Linked DNA regions of Mus musculus: region 1 is linked to region 2. Evidence: chromatin contacts called from public HiChIP or PLAC-seq data. All regions are on one chromosome and are shown on one strand. Each heading gives the region's core, a stretch centred on a gene start, on an enhancer-like site or on the middle of the called end of the contact. The rest is flanking DNA. Distances are from core to core; before and after follow the strand shown.

Evidence for each region. HiChIP or PLAC-seq counts read pairs in DNA pulled down with a chosen protein or histone mark.
Region 1: an H3K4me3 HiChIP or PLAC-seq map of embryonic stem cells shows a contact between it and region 2, with 18 times the contacts expected there. The contact joins the promoter of Trhde here to the promoter of Kcnc2 in region 2. A contact is called at or near these places in 1 of 484 Hi-C or Micro-C datasets (embryonic stem cells) and 1 of 115 datasets of contacts at active chromatin or transcription factors (embryonic stem cells).

Annotation. Positions count from the first base shown.
Region 1 is chr10:114,801,023-114,804,057 of GRCm38.p6, reverse strand. Trhde (TRH-degrading enzyme) reads left to right here and starts at 1,756. Exons shown (of 19, transcript NM_146241.3): 1 at 1,756-3,035. The coding sequence starts at 2,635. It overlaps Gm15723 (predicted gene 15723), which reads right to left and starts at 2,332. Exons shown (of 2, transcript NR_155864.1): 1 at 1,795-2,332.
Region 2 is chr10:112,268,648-112,271,825 of GRCm38.p6, reverse strand. Kcnc2 (potassium voltage gated channel, Shaw-related subfamily, member 2) reads right to left here and starts at 1,809. Exons shown (of 5, transcript NM_001379643.1): 1 at 1,278-1,809; 2 at 1-139. The coding sequence starts at 120.

The DNA.
Region 1 (3,035 bases), core at 507-3,006, 2.5 Mb before region 2:
CCTGAAGTACTAAAGAATATGGTGTACTCTTGGAGTCTCAGGTGCTCTTTTGCCTTGCTAAACCGTATTTCCTAACTTTGGGGAAACAATCTAACCCCTCAGCTCTCAGCTCCTAAAATGCACATAGCCAGACCCATATGAAAAAAAAAAAAAAAAAAAAAAAAAAGCAAGAACAAAGATGGTTCAAAACAGAGCAGAAAAAAGTAACTGGGACAGAATGTGGCATTTCCCCTGGTCTGTTGCTGGCGGCCCACATACAACATGCTTAAAAATACCCACCCTGGCACCCATCTTCCTTATTTATGATGATGCAAGTGGACATTTAGAAAGCATGGTATTGAGCAAGTACCCTAGCTAGGGATGAAGGGAAAAGAACTTCTGCAAGCAAGACTCCCAGTTTAAAGTTGATGTTGTGTAACTGAGCTCCTCTTATTGGCCAGGCTTTAACAATATCATTTTAAGCCTATTTTTCACTACCCCAAAGCTAATAGTCTCTCTCTTTCTCTCTCTCTCTCTCTCTCTCTCTCTCTCTCTCTCTCTCTCTCTCTGGAAAATAATGATGGTGATGATTTCTTAAATGCAATCTGGATTTAAACAAACAAAAGAAACATGTAAAGAGACATTTCTTCATTTTTTTTTAAATTGACTGAGCCAGTCATTAACTCTTTGTCGCCTTCGAGGCGGCTGTCTTTCTAAGCATTGTTTTAGTTACAACTCTATCAGCACATTTTGAAGTTTCGATAGCACACCCCCTCTACTCTAGTGGAGAGAACTCCAACAAACTCCTGAGAGTCCAAAGGCGGCCAGCAGGCTATATATGTCCTGTGCTTTGATGATTCTTGCTGTTAGCGTACACTGGGGGTTCATAACTGTTCTAATGAAGTTTAAACACTTTTCATGATGATACAGGGGAGTTGCAAAGAAGAATTGTGCCTAGGTGAAGTAAGACGCTGACAAGTCACGTGAGTATGGATTGATACACTGTCCTACTAATATCCAAAGTCATGGGGCCTCCACCCTCAGTTTTCCTTCCATTCGTTTCTGAATATTGTATTGTGGGCATCATGTTGTAATGCTTTCCCCAATCTCAGAATAAAATGCGTTCTATGGGGAATCCTTCTCTTGTCTTTAGTCTTTACTTACGGAGGAGGACTCTACTAGTTCATTGCTAGCCATTATTTCTGACTGCACACCTAGCTTCACTACACTGGTGTAATATATGCAGCCAGGCTTTGGAGAATTTATTTCAATTTACATACAGTCCTCTAAATCCTCTGGCGAGCTTGATGTGTGATCTGACACTGCCTCCCCAGCAGGCTCTGCCTTTGCTCTTGATGCTAATAGCCCAAGGCTCCAGTGGTCCCTCTGGGGAATCCGCAGTAGGGCTAAGGAGTCGGAAGAGGGGTGACTGCGGGGCTTGTTGCGCCGAAGATTTACAATGTACTCTTGCAGGCAGCTCAGCAACCCCCTCTGTGGCTGTGGGTGTCTGGTGTGACAGAGCGGAGAAAAGCTCTCTCTAATCTCCCAGTGCCTGCCTCTGTCGCTAAACCTCTCTCCTCCCTCCTGCCTTCCCTTCCTCCTCGCTTGCTCCCTCTCTCTGCTTCCCGTTTCTCCGGGAGTTTCAGTCCCTGAATGCAGCTGGAGTACCCTTGGCAAAATCTACACCCGGAGCCCGTGTACACACACACATACACGCACACGCGCGCACACACGCGCACACACATGCACACGCGTTGGCACACACGCACGCACTTCAGTTCTTCCCCCGGGGACGCGGCTCAGACCTTCATCTACCTGAAGTGGACACCCCGACCGGACACTTCTTCACTTGTCTTCTCTGGAGGGCAGAGCATCATCGGAACGCGGGAGGCTTGCTGCCCAGTCCGCAACCTCACGCCTTTTACCGCCACCACTGCTTAAAGTGTCCAGGGTGGAGAAGGCTTCTTCAGGACGGATGCTCCGCGGCCGTGGGACTTCCTCCGGCTAGCTTACTCCAGTCCTTTCCTCGGTCCTCTGGTCCATCCTCTCCTCTTCCACTGCGGGGTGGAAGGCTCCAGCGCCTTCCGGGCTGCCGCCGCTGCCACCGCCGCAACTGTTTTGGCGAGCACATCCCACCCAGAAGACGGAACAACGCTGCCAGAGTGCGGGGGGCTGGTGAAGCCCTAACTTGTCCCCCGACTCAGTCGCTCTCCCCAGCGCTCTCTGTCCTCTTGGCCGAGCCGAGGAGAGAGCAACCGCCGCCGCCACCCTGGTAGAGTGCGGCGCCCGGGAGGACAGGCGAGCCGCAGGCGCACAGGGGCGGGGGCGGCGTGTGCCCGGGCGCCCGGTGCTGGCCCGACGAGTAGCGCGCACCCGGCGAGCGACACGCTTCCCAAGTTGGGGCGCGTCCCAGAGCTGGTTGCCCGGCTATCCGCAGCTGTTGTCTGGAGAGAGGCGGGGCTGATGGGGGTCGTCTCGGTCGTCACTAGCCTCCAGAGTCTGTCTTGAGAGAATCTGAGCTGGCCTCCCTAGGGTCCCAGCCGGCGTCGCGCCCTCCGCCCGCGTGCGGTCTCCAATGACTGCGCTGGAGGTGGCCCGGGTGGCCCGCCCGCTAGGGGTGTCGGAGGGGGCGGGGGAAGAGGAGGAGGCGGTGTGATGGCCCTGGACGGCGAGAGGGGGGAGCAAGAGGAGGAGAAGAAAAAGAAGAAGAAGAAAAAGAAGAGGAAGAAGAAGGAGGAGGAGGGGGCAGAGAAGAGCAGTTCACCCTTTGCGGCCACCATGGGAGAAGACGACGCCGCGCTCCGGGCAAGCGGCAGGGGGCTCTCGGACCCGTGGGCTGACTCGGTGGGAGTGAGACCCCGCACCACGGAGCGCCACATCGCAGTGCACAAGAGGCTTGTGCTGGCCTTTGCCGTGTCCATCGTGGCACTGCTGGCTGTCACCATGCTGGCCGTCCTGCTCAGCTTGCGATTCGACGAGTGTGGAGCGAGCGCGGCGATGCCTGGCACCGACGGTGGCCTCGGGGGTTTCCCCGAGCGCGACAGCAACAGCAGCTT
Region 2 (3,178 bases), core at 560-3,059:
AGAGGAGGCAAGAAGGGCCAGGCGAGTTCCAGGCAGGGTCTTGAGGGTGCTGCGGTAGGTTTCGTGCCTGGTACCCCCGACATTGAGGATCACCCTCTCGTTGCTCTCGATCTTGCCCATCTCTGTGGCTCAGACATGACTAGGGGAGGCGAACACAGCACCAAGTTAAAGCTCTCGTGGGTCAGAGACTCATCAGGACCCCACCCTACCCCCTACCTCAACCCAAGAGTGCCAAACTGCAGAGCTGGCAAGTGGAAAGGACCCTCCCAGGAGGAGCTTGGTGCCCAAGTCCTGTCCCCGCCTCTCGCATCCCTGGCCCAGGTTCCCAGAGAACGAAGAACAGTTGAGTCTTCCTTGACCTTCCAGGAAACCTTTTTCTCTTGCGGCACACAGTCCACCCTTGGCTCTGACCTCTCTTTCCTTCTTGCCCTCCACCATGCCTCCCCTCTATCCCTGTCACATCCAACCTGCTTTAAGTCCCCAAGCCCCTCTTTCCTTTCCCTAAATCCCCACCGTTCAGTCCCCAGCCTTTTTTTCTACCCGCCTTTGCTCCAAGCGCTCCTCCCTAACTAGACCCCTTACCCACTATCCCATCCCTCTCTCTCTCTCGCTCAGCCCCTCCCCTGTTCTTAATGCAATTCCCCCATGAGGGAGTTACATTTGCTGAGGCAACTTAGCAGTGTTGAGTGGGAGGAGGCCAGGAGTGCCCCAGCTGCCTGCATACCCTGGTCCAACCTTAAGACAGCTCTCCCCACCGCCACCACCACCCCCAGCACTAGGGGAGTGCCCTTTGCCCGCTCTGTTCTCAGTTCACTTCTCTCCCTCACCTACCAGGCAGAAGACTGAACCCAGAAGTCAGAACAACAATAACAACAACAAACGTCCTCGCTACCGCCTTTCACCAAGGAGACCTCTGACTAATTTCCTCATCCAATTTCCTTTTCACATTACTGTTGCCGTTTGTTGCTAAATGTTATTATTACTTGGGAAAGGAAACGGCTAACTAGGATCCATCTTTGAGGACAAAAGTGAGCAGTCTCTGCCACCCCTCCCCCTTCCCAAGAAAAACAAACATCTTGGGGTGGAGAGTGGGGGGTTGCTTTCGAGGAGGGGCGAGGCCCAGGAGAAGCTGAGGGAGGCACACCCCCTGGGTCGCTGAGCTAGACCGCCTGTTTCCAGCTTCTCCCCAGGGGCTCCACAGCCAAGCTCTTAAAGCTAGGCAGGGGGATGCCCGCCTGCGCTGCCCTTCCTTTTCTCCCCTCCTAGTCCCCGGATACCTTAAGGAGACCGGGAGTAAAGTGGATCTGCTTGGGTCTCCCTGTGGACGAGGTTCTTCCTGCAGTCGGACAGAGTCTCTGCGACCAGCTGAGCCGCCCTCCTCAAAGGAGAAACTACTTGTTGGCGTTTTTTCGGGGTTCAGGTGGTTGATCCGCTTCTCTGGGTGCTGAGGTCGGGGAGACAGTCCCCGCCTGCCGCCCGCCGCGCTCCCTGCCTTCACGCTGCTGCGATCTGCTGGCTCTCCCATAGCCACCCTCCGCACCCAGAGTCACCATCGCGCGGGGCTGGGCGAACCATGGAGCTCGGGGCGGGTCCAGCTGGCACAGCCCGACCCCGCCGCAGACCTTCGGGTCGGCTGGCTGTGTCTGGAGCGGAGGCTGACCGAAGGACAGGGGGGCTCACCCAGTGGAAAGTGAAGGCTCTCAGCTTAGATTTGGATCCACAGATTTGGTGCTCCCCCCACCCCCGCCCGAAAGCGTCCTCTGCTAGAGCTGTTCTTCACCACCGCTTGCCTGAGCACACAGCTACAGTGGGTGGGTGGGTCTGGGGAATCTAGGATAAGCAGCACCGTCCTCCGCCCTCTCTGGAGCCCTACCTGCACTCTTTAAGCACAGATCTCCAGACCCTGTCTCCTCACTGCCCCACCCCTCCCAACAAGAGAGAGAGAGAGAGAGAGAGAGAGAATCTAAAGCCAATTGTATCTTTTCCTTAATGACAGCTGACAGGAGAAGTCTGCTTACAGGTGACAGGGATCTTGTTTCTTGTGTCTTCTACAGGGCTCTACTTTCTCTCTTCACTCAAATGTAGGTCTCCAGCCACCACCTCACGGTTATGTAAAACAAAACAAGTTTCTAAAAGTTTATCCCAGGAACATAATGCTCCAAAAAGTAAAACTTCAGCTTCCTTTGTCTGAAATAACCAAGCAACAAAGCAGTGCTCTCATCAGCCAAGTCCCAGTTAACTCTACTGTCTATCTGGGCCTTGTTTGTGCTGCTAGCGCTGATAAAATTAAGTATTTACAACCGCAGGGCTTTCCCCCCAGAAGAAATAGAGTATCTTACAATTTCAGGGTTCAGGGTTGGTCCTTCTGTAGGCCCTGAGGATAGAATGTGATCCAGTCAGCTACATGAGCTTGAAGGTAGCTAGTTTCTCCCAGCATCTCCTCACACCACTCTCTTCCTGTGTACATGTTATGTGTGTCTCCAGATTCTCCCTTCTCCGTGACATCACCCACATGATACAACAACCCTTGATAACGGCCTCATTTTAACCTGATCACCTCTAGACCATGTCTCCAACTAAAATCACCCTTTAATTAGTGGACATTGGGACCCCAGTAGATTGTCTTAGGGAGAACATGATATAACTCATACTAGATCTCATCACCAAAAAAAGCATGTTCTCTCTCTCTCTCTCTCTCTCTCTCTCTCTCTCTCTCTCTCTCTCTCTCTCTCTCTCTCTCTCTCTCTCTCTCTCCCCCCCTCTCTCTCTCTCTCTGTGTGGGTGTGTGTTTACATTTCAAGGAGAGACAGAGAGAGGGGACAGGTGGAATGGAGGAGGAGGAGCCAGAGCCAAAGAAGTGTACCGTTCCACAACTCCATGAGCAATGAGCAATGTTAGGATCAACATCCAACCAGTAAGGAAAGCATCAGGATGTAAATAGAGGGAGGGATCTTTGAAAAAACAAATTTTGCTGTCAATACTGTTATTTAGCCACAAAGTCGGCTGCAGCTGTCAAATTGACATGACTGGAAAAAGAAACTTAATTGATGAATCACCTCCATCATATTGACCTGTGGGGATAACTATGGGGCATTGTTTTTTACTTAATAGTTGATGTAAGAATACCAGACTAGGGAAAAAAATTACCAAATGAATTCGAATTCTATTGTCCCAGCTA